2 separate regions of the Mus musculus genome follow, and region 1 is linked to region 2. A link is a contact called in public promoter capture Hi-C data. All regions are on one chromosome and are shown on one strand. The core of a region is the stretch at or near the end of the contact, and the rest is flanking DNA. Distances in the headings are between cores, read along the strand shown. Region 1 holds the start of Hadha (hydroxyacyl-CoA dehydrogenase trifunctional multienzyme complex subunit alpha). Region 2 holds the start of 4831440E17Rik (RIKEN cDNA 4831440E17 gene).

What was found. Promoter capture Hi-C pulls out the DNA fragments that hold promoters and counts their contacts.
Region 1: a promoter capture Hi-C map of second pharyngeal arch cranial neural crest shows a contact between it and region 2. The contact joins the promoter of Hadha here to the promoter of 4831440E17Rik in region 2. A contact is called at or near these places in 1 of 39 promoter capture datasets (second pharyngeal arch cranial neural crest) and 1 of 484 Hi-C or Micro-C datasets (B cells).

What each region holds. Positions count from the first base shown.
Region 1 is chr5:30,153,634-30,158,087 of GRCm38.p6, forward strand. It overlaps Hadha (hydroxyacyl-CoA dehydrogenase trifunctional multienzyme complex subunit alpha), which reads right to left and starts at 1,347. Exons shown (of 20, transcript NM_178878.3): 1 at 1,249-1,347. The coding sequence starts at 1,315. It overlaps Hadhb (hydroxyacyl-CoA dehydrogenase trifunctional multienzyme complex subunit beta), which reads left to right and starts at 1,620. Exons shown (of 16, transcript NM_145558.2): 1 at 1,620-1,706.
Region 2 is chr5:25,498,265-25,502,538 of GRCm38.p6, forward strand. It overlaps 4831440E17Rik (RIKEN cDNA 4831440E17 gene), which reads left to right and starts at 1,533. Exons shown (of 1, transcript NR_030700.1): 1 at 1,533-4,274. Kmt2c (lysine (K)-specific methyltransferase 2C) reads right to left here and starts at 519. Exons shown (of 59, transcript NM_001081383.2): 1 at 126-519. The coding sequence starts at 286.

The DNA of each region.
Region 1 (4,454 bases), core at 97-2,596, 4.7 Mb after region 2:
TTCTCTGTATAGCCCTGGCTGTCCTGGAACTCACTCTGTAGACCAGGCTGGCCCTGAACTTAGAAATCCACCTGCCTCTGCCTCCCAAGTGCTGGGATTAAAGGCGTGTGCCACCATGCCCGGCTCTTTTCTTTTTTTTAAAAGACAGGGTCTCACTGTGTAGCCCTGACTGGCCTGGAACTATGTAGACCAGACAGGAACACAAAGACCCACCTAATATTAAAGGTGAATTAGCACCCAGTCCACTTCACTTTTTTTTTTTTTTTAATTTTTTTTTTTTTTTTTTTTGGTGGGTAGCAATTTTGGCTATTTACACATAATCGATCTATGGAGGTTTTTAAAAAAGTAGAAAAAGATTCAATCAATTAAATGCCAGGGGAGGGTAAGAGAAGTAAATTCTACACGCATCCCTTTTTTTTTGTGAGGAAAATTAAAGTGAATTCACGTTACAAACTAAAGTCTGGGAAGTAACTAGTATCAAGTATGATACACAATGAAGTTACATTTGCCCTTACAGATTTGGGATGTCTGGGAAAAGGCTGTTTTCTAACAACACCCCTTTAACCCTTTCACTGCCAGCTTGAAAAGGAATGCAGTTCCTGGAGCCTGACTGGGAATCGACAGAAATGAGATTAGAAATAGTTTCTAAGTGATCAAAAATTTTTTTCCTCATCAAAATTTCTTTGCCTAAGTCGGAGAACCTCCAGTTTCAACCTTCTATACATTCAAACTAAGATTACTGAAGTGGGAGAGCTGAGTTCTCTGGGGGGGAAAAATGGTTTTGACGGAAAAGATCAAGGAGTGGCATTGATCTGTAAGGCTAGTAGTCAATGTCACCGAGAAGGCTGATAGATATCTCTTATGGCGACTAACATGTAGTAGAGCCTCAAAAATGTGACAGGTCTTACTTAGTCCTCCGAACTTAGCGGTGTCAGGGCCAAGACAAACATTAAGGGAGACAAGAGGGGCGTGAGCTCAGGGCTACAGCAGAGACCTGCGCAAACTGCCAGACTAAGTGGAAAAGACTCAGGAAAGTTAGGGGAGAGCCTGACACTGCCGGAGCAGGGCGAGAGAGGGTGTGACAGTTCCTTTACAAGGACACAGGAAATAGGGTCTCGGAACAGTAGCCCCATTTCCACGGGTCCCGGGAAAGGGGTGGGAGGCAGACAGTGAGAGGCAAACGCTGCTCCCCGCCGCCCCAGTTCCTGAAGGCACTCCGAGACTCTCCCGAGCCCTCTCCAGGCTCACCTCTGGAGCGTAGGATCCTGAAGGCAGAGAAGCGACTGAGACTGCCAATCGCCCGGGACGCCACCATCTTGAGCAGAAGAGGACGAAAGCTCTTCTAGTGGGGGGCAATGGAGCCGAGGGCTTTTCTTTTCTGAGCCTGTCCGGCAGGGTGTCCTAAGTGCCGCCTTACTAAAACGCAGACTCTGAGTTGCCACCCGTCCTGTCGCCCTACCTCTTGCTCTCAACTAAGCGAGCCGAAAGGATGATTTCTCTGAAGGTGAGACTAAGGACCTCCGAGGAGAGGGCGGAGTGTCTGACTTTCTGCTCAGGCGTTCAGCGGGCAGCCCGTAAATGCCGCGGTGATGGCGGGCGGGGCGAGAGGGGGTCCTTGCGGAGCGGGAGCCGCCCCTCGGCGTGGGCGGACGTTTGTCAGTCTGGACTTGACCTTGTTGGCAGCGGCAGTTTTCGCGGACTCTAAGGTGCGGCAGCGCGCTTCTCGGTTTTCTTCTGATTTCCCCACAGGCAGGTGCCACTTTGCTCCCGACTCTTCTCGTCGATGCCCGCGGCCGCTTCCCTTTGCTGTGAGGGTCGAAGTCCCAAGAGCGGGACAGGCTGGTCCAGGCCTCCAGTGCGAACCGCCTCAGGGCGGGCGGTGGTCGCGTTCTCGCGTAGCTCGCGGCAGCGGTGTCTTCTGTCTGCATTTGTCACTTCAGGTTTACGAATGGATTGCGTGTGTGTGAAACGCTGGGCTGTGTCAGAGCGGTGTCGTTTCCCCTGTTGTTGACCTGTCTAGGCAGTCTGGCGGCTGTAGAGATTGAGAACGCGTCGTTAAGTGCGGGTCTCGGGGGTGAAAGCAGCCAAGACAGTCCTCCAGTCTGCTTGGTGATCCAGGGTTCACGGACATTTTCTAACCCAGCAAACATCTGGGCAAACCTGCCACCCCTCACTCTTTTTTCTGTGAAGTAGCCGTAGCTAGTGACTGAGACTGCGCCACAGGTGGTAGAATTAGTCTAGAACCTAAGTCTACTTTTAATTGAGAGTTCAGCTCTTCTGGGCGCCAGGGTGTGAGTTGTTTGTTTTGGTGCTGGAAAGATGAGCCCTGAAATAAACTGATTGTTTTCAAAAGAAAGTAAAGTCAGCTTCCGGTGTGTGCACCATTTTGTTTAATACGCACAAACCCCACGTTTCATTTGCACTTTCGGTGACTTGACAGGCTCAGAAAGATTATAATACCTTCTCTGTGGCAAGCCAGGATTCAAACAGAAGTGGCACTTGCTAGTTAATTGATTATTCTGCCACACAGGAAAGAAATGGCTAAAATGATTCTAGAAAGAAAGGAGCGTCCTGTTTTAAAGCTCTAGTCAAACTAAGTCTTCCACCACCAAGAACACTTTAAGCTGGTACTAAATGACCACTTCGGAGTAAATTGCAAAAAAGGAACCCTTTTCCCATACCACGCCTTCCACTACACCTATTTCATATCCTTTTTTTGTAAAGAGCCACACAGAAAATAGTTTGTTTTGTGAGCCCACCCTGTGCTCTGTTACATACTTGTTTTGTGTTGCCTGCAGCTTTTTATCATTTTTCCTAAACTAGAGATGGAACTGACAAAAACGGAACCATTCACACACATACACGTTGCAACTCTTTGAAGGTGTAAAAACCAGAGCTGGTAGAGATCTTGTTCATATGGGCCCTGGCTTCACAGTTAGCCCTTCAAAATTGGGGGGTGGGGGGTGGAGGGAGGGGGAACGACCCCAAAAAACAAGAAATCATGTGAAAGAAAAACACTTTTATTGAGGGTTTTGGGTTATATTTTGCTAATGCTTGATTTAAAGTGCCTTTTTTTTTTTTTTTTTTTTTTTTGGTTTCCTGCATTCTCGGTGAAATTATGAGATCTATCAAGTACAAAGGTTTTTTTGTTGTTGTTTGATAATTAGCACGTTAGTGCAAAGGCTTAGAGGAGAACTAAGTATATTTATATCTTCACCCACTAATAATAGAAAACACATAAATAAACCTTTCTAGATAAAAGGCAACATACCTGTATTTAGGTGTCTATTTAATTATCTCAACAACTCTAAAACTGTGTACATTTTACTAAAGGGCCAGAAACAGAAACGTTAAGCAACTTGCTTCGGGTCCTACAGCTGCAGTGAGGGAGGCTCTGATTTGCACTTGGAGTCTGTTCTTTGATGTTGTAGTAACTGTCAAGTCACCCCATCTTGCTTTTATATTCTTCACCTACCCTTCTTTCTCTTTTGTCTTCCCATGTGCCTCTGTGCTACCTAAGCCTAAACTACCCAAGTATTGACATGTTTTGAATACTTTTCTGTTAAAATTTCTGTATTTCTGAAGCTTTGTAAATGACAACAAAGGCCAGCCTTCCAATACAGTAGTATAGTTTTTTATTTGTTTTGTTTTTGTTTCGGCTTTTTTAGTCTGGGTCTCTGTATTATGTCCCTCTGGCTGTCCTAGAACTGGCTAATTCAGGCTGGTCCCACACTTATAGAGATCTGCCTGCCTCTGCCTCTTAAGTGCTTAGATTAAAGGCGTGTACCATTATGGTATGTGCTGCCTAGTGTGTATCACCTGGTGTACAGTCTTGTAGTAAGCCTTTAGTTTTTGCATTTTTATTTAATATGCATTATGGATGTCAGTATAAACATGCATATCTTGTTTTATTTTCTCCCAAACTCCTGAATATTCAAGATATATTTATGATACAGATCAACTATTTCTACTGATCTGCATTTATGTTAGTCCCAACTATAAATAGTTCTATAATGAGCATTTCAAGTATTCCTATAGAAACCAATTAGAGGAAATTTAAGATTCAGAATTCACAATCTGGAGCCAGGTCTGTAATCCTAGCACGCAGAATGATAGGCCATAGGTTCAAGGCCATCCTGGGTTAAATAGTAAGTACCAGCCTAACCAAGGCTGCCACACTTAAGCCCTGTCTAAAATAAGAAAACCCCGACTGTTTGTAGTTTGATGGGTAGCACAGGCACCTAGAGGACTAAGTAACCCAGGAAGATGATGAGTTTTAGGCCAGCCTAGGGTTCAGAGCCAGACCTTGCCTCCAAGTAACATGTAAATAGAAGTATTTAAAGATTTTTTTGTTAGTGTGGATATTTTAGTTTGATTGATTCTGGGGATCAAACTCAGGGTACATGATGGAAAAATGCCCTGCCACTGAGCTGTACTCTAAGCCCTGGGGATCT
Region 2 (4,274 bases), core at 283-2,782:
ACCTGCGCGGGCGCCGCCGAACCGGGCCGCGCCTGGGCCGCCCCGCCCCCACCGGGCCGGGGGCCTGACAGCTCCGGGCCGCGCCGCCGCTGGCCGCCCGCCTGGCTCCCTCGCGCTCAACTTACTTCTTTCTGGCTCTCTGGAAAGGGGAAGCGCCATCTTTGCGAGGCCGGCCCCGAGGTCTTTTGTCTGCGGCTGCGGGGCTCGGGGCCGGGGCTCCGGGCTCCTCGGGGGGTGCTGGCGGCGGCTGCTGCTGCTCCGCGCTCCGGTCCTCCTCCGACGACATCCTAGTCACCAGGAAAGACACATGGATCCCCGTCCTCCTCCTGGGGGGCTCCTCCCGCCGCAGCGGCCGCAGCCGCCGCCGCTGCTGCTGCTCGAGTTGCTCCTCCCCGGCTCAGCCTCTCGCATTTCCCGCAGCCCCGGGAGCAGCAGCAGCAGCAGCAGGTACCGGGAGAGGCGGCAACATGGAGCTAGCAGGACACGCACTCACACACATCGGCGCGGGCGCGCGCACTCGGCGCGCAGGGGCCGGCGGGGGGCGGCGGGCAAGCGGGCGGGGCGGGCGGGGCCGGCCGCGCGGGGCGGGGCGCCGCGGCCAAGGCTGGGGCCGGCGGGGCCGGGCCGGAGGGCGGCGCCGAGCGGGGCGGGGCGGGGCGCGACGCGAGGGGCGCGGGCCGGGGGCGGCCGCAGGGGTCTCCGCCCGGCCCCTCCCCCAGGCCGCCCGCGGCGGGAGGAGAAAGGGCCGCGGAGGGGGGCGGCGGGCCGGGCCGGGCCGGGGCGGGGCCAGCCACCCCTCCCCCGCGCCGTCAGCCCGTCAGGCCCACGCCGCGGCGAAGTTTTGACAGCTGCTCCAGTTGTTGTGGTGGGTTCCGGGGTGGTGCGAGCGCCGGCCCCTCGGTCGCGCGCTGGCGATCGCTCCCTCACACACTGCTCGCTCACGGCGTTCCCTGTGGCTAGCTCCCTCACGCTCGGTTCAACGCACGGCTAGCTCTCGCTCTTCCCTATCGTTTGCCCGCTCTCCGGCCGGCGCTTTGCTGCCTCACGCTCAGGATCGCTCCCTCACGCTAGCTTTCGGCCCCATCAAGCTTGGCTCCCTCACGCTGGGATCCCTCTCGCTCGCTCGCGAACGCTCCCCCACGCCCGCTCTCTCTCTGGGGGCAGCAAAGGAGGAAGTTTTGCGGCTGTGCGTTCACCACACAAACAACACACGCACACGGCAGTGGCCGTCGCGCGAGGCCTGCACCCGGGTCCCCCGGGGCGACCCGCACCACAGACCTCTCAAACTCGCCGCCGGCTCGCCCACACACAGGCGCCTCCCGCCCCCGCCCCCAGCGCGCTGCTGCCACTCACGGGGCTGAGTCCGCGCATGCGCCCCGCGCTACCCGGCCGCCGCCGCTGACCTCACCGCCCCTCCCCCGCCCGCTCTGACGCGGCGGTGGCTGCAACTCGGGCTCTGGCGGGCGCTAAGCTGCGGACCGGGCATCCGGGATCAGGGTCCAGCCCGGCCGGAGGAGGGGGGAGGGATCGATGTAAACACTCCGGAGCGTGCACCCGCGTGCGGTGCGCGCACGTGCGTCCGCGACCCCCTGCGGGCGTGGGCCGCTCCAGGCCTGGCGGAGTCCCACGTAGGCTTCCCTAGTGCGGCGCAACCGTGGCAGGACAACGTTAGATCCTAACTCCAGCTGTAGTTTCTCCGTCCGACGTCATGTTTTAAACACCGTGAGACCGGAGGCTGCCGTACAAAAAACCAAGCGGACAGGTTGAGTGGGAAAAAAATGTCTCTACACCGAGAGAAATGCATCAGCGTGAACGTTGTGTGTGCTCAAGATTTAAAAATGGAAATACTGCTAAGCTGTTTCCCATTAAAAAAAAAAAAACGATTCGTTAAAAATGGGGCCAGAATTGCCCAGGACGCCGCGTTTCGTTTGCACTATGGATTGCCTTGTAGGAGTGAGAAATAGTAGAGATGGGAAAACGGATCTGTGGAGCGGCGTGGAAGGCTTAGAGTAGCCTGTCAGGCGCTGAGCTGCTCGGAGCCTGGAATCCGAGCGCACTTTGCGATCAGTTCTTTCCATTCTCAACAGTTTCAATGCTGGGCAAAAAGAATACACTTGTTTCTAGAGGTCCTGTTCACCTTCCTGCCACCCAATAGCCAGGCTATTAACATTGAACTGGGCTTCGCATCTGGATCAAACTTTGATCGTCTAGTGCATATTATAGCTGTAATCATTTGTTTGTTTGTTTATTTGCAGTGGCTAAAGTTGAATCGTTGAATCATTTGAATTGATTGCAAGTTTAATCCCTTGCAGGCCTTTTCAGCTTTATTATATGTACAGTCAAAGGAAGCTTGGAGCAGGGAAGAAAGCTGCCATATGAAAGGTAAGCTACAAATTAAAAGGAGAGAGGAAATTGGGGTTTCTAGACAAATTAAATTACTTGTCGTTGTGGTATATTGAACCCAGAACTGCACACACAGCTAAGCTAACACTCCACCACTGAGTTTTATCCCTAGACGGAATCGTTTTTAAAGATTTTTTTTAAGAAATGTTTTTTGTTTGTATTCGTGTCCGCATGAGTTTATGTACACCATGTACGTGGAGATACCTGAGAAGGCCAGAAGGTGTTCAGTCCCCTAGATTGAGGTTACAGGCAATTGTGAGCTGCCATGTGGGCACTGGAAATCAACTCCAGTTTCCTGCAAGAACAGTGCTCTGAATCGCTAAGCCAGCTCTCCAGCCCCTGGACCTGGCTTTTAAATATAAACTTTTAAAATAAAGCCTTTTTCTTTTGATACTAGAATAAGAAAAGTATTCATCTAAAAAAATTAAACGTTATATTATTGTTGCTATGGTTAAAATAGAGGAATGGGCATGGAACCAGGTATAGTGGCCCATACCTTTAATACCAGGACTAGAAAGACAGGCAGATGGATCTCTATGAGTTTGGGGACAGCATGGTCTGCATAAGACAACCCAACCAAGACTACATAGTGAGACCCTGTCTTTCAAAAAAAAAAAAAATTAGGGCTATACATAATGAAACTTATGATACTTGGCTTCAGGTGTGTAGTTATTCATGTAATTCATAAATTAAGAGATGATAGAACTTAATAAAAAATTGTAAAATATAGCTCAAAATCAAATGGGCTTGATGATACAACCCTATAACCCAGTACTTGGGAGGAGGAAGCAGGAGGATGAGTAGTAGTTCAAAGACATTTCTCACTCTGTAGTGGAATGGAAGCCAGCCTAGGAAATGCATAGCACCCTATCTCAAAAATAATAATACAAAGACTGAAGAGATGGCTCAGCCCTTAAGATCCTGTACTGCTGGTGCAGAGGACCTGGGTTCCATTCCTAGAATCCAGATAAGGCAGTTCACAGTTACCTATGACACCAGTTCTGAAGGAATCTTTCTGCTGCTGTTGCACCTGTATTCATGTGCATAGACAGACACATACACATACAAACAAATCCTAGAAAGGTAAGAGGTAGGGGTGGGTGGCTAGTAAGCTCAGTGGCTAAGAGCATTGGCTGCTCTTCCAGAAGACCCAGGTTCAGTCTTGCCCATGGAGGCTCACTACTCTGTAACTTCAGTTCCACGGGATATGACACCATCTTCTCACCTCCGTGGACAGCAGACATGCACATGGTGCACAGACAAACATACCATAAATATACATTGTTTATTAAAGAGATTTAAAAATACAAGATTCAGCCGGGCAGTGGTGCACATACCTTTAATCCCAGCACTTGGGACACTGAGGCAGGTGGACCTCTGTGAGTTTGAGGTCAGCCCGGTTGGCAAAGCAAGTTTCTGGACAGCCAAGATTACAAACAAAAGAAAAAGAAAAAGCATAAACCACCAAAATATGGATGCTTTGCACAATTGAACTTAGTTCGTATTTTTGAAAACATGAAATATTCTACATTGTTTTTGGTATGTCATTTCTATTTTTGCATGTGTTGTATTAAATATAAACATTTTAGGGGAAAAGGAAAATTTTTATTAAATGAGTTTAAAAACACAAGATTGAGCCAGGCAGTGGCATACATACCCTTAATCCGAGTACTTAGGAGGCAGAGGCAGACAGATCTCTAAGTCTGAGGCCTCAAAGTGAAGCACCAGAAAGACTAGAGGGAAGCTCGATGTGGTGGTACCCATACAATCTTTCTGAACAACCAAGCCAGGTATAATAATGCATGCCTCTAATCCCAGGGCAGAGGCAGTCAGAGCTCTGTGAATTTGAGGCCATTCAGGGTTATATAGTG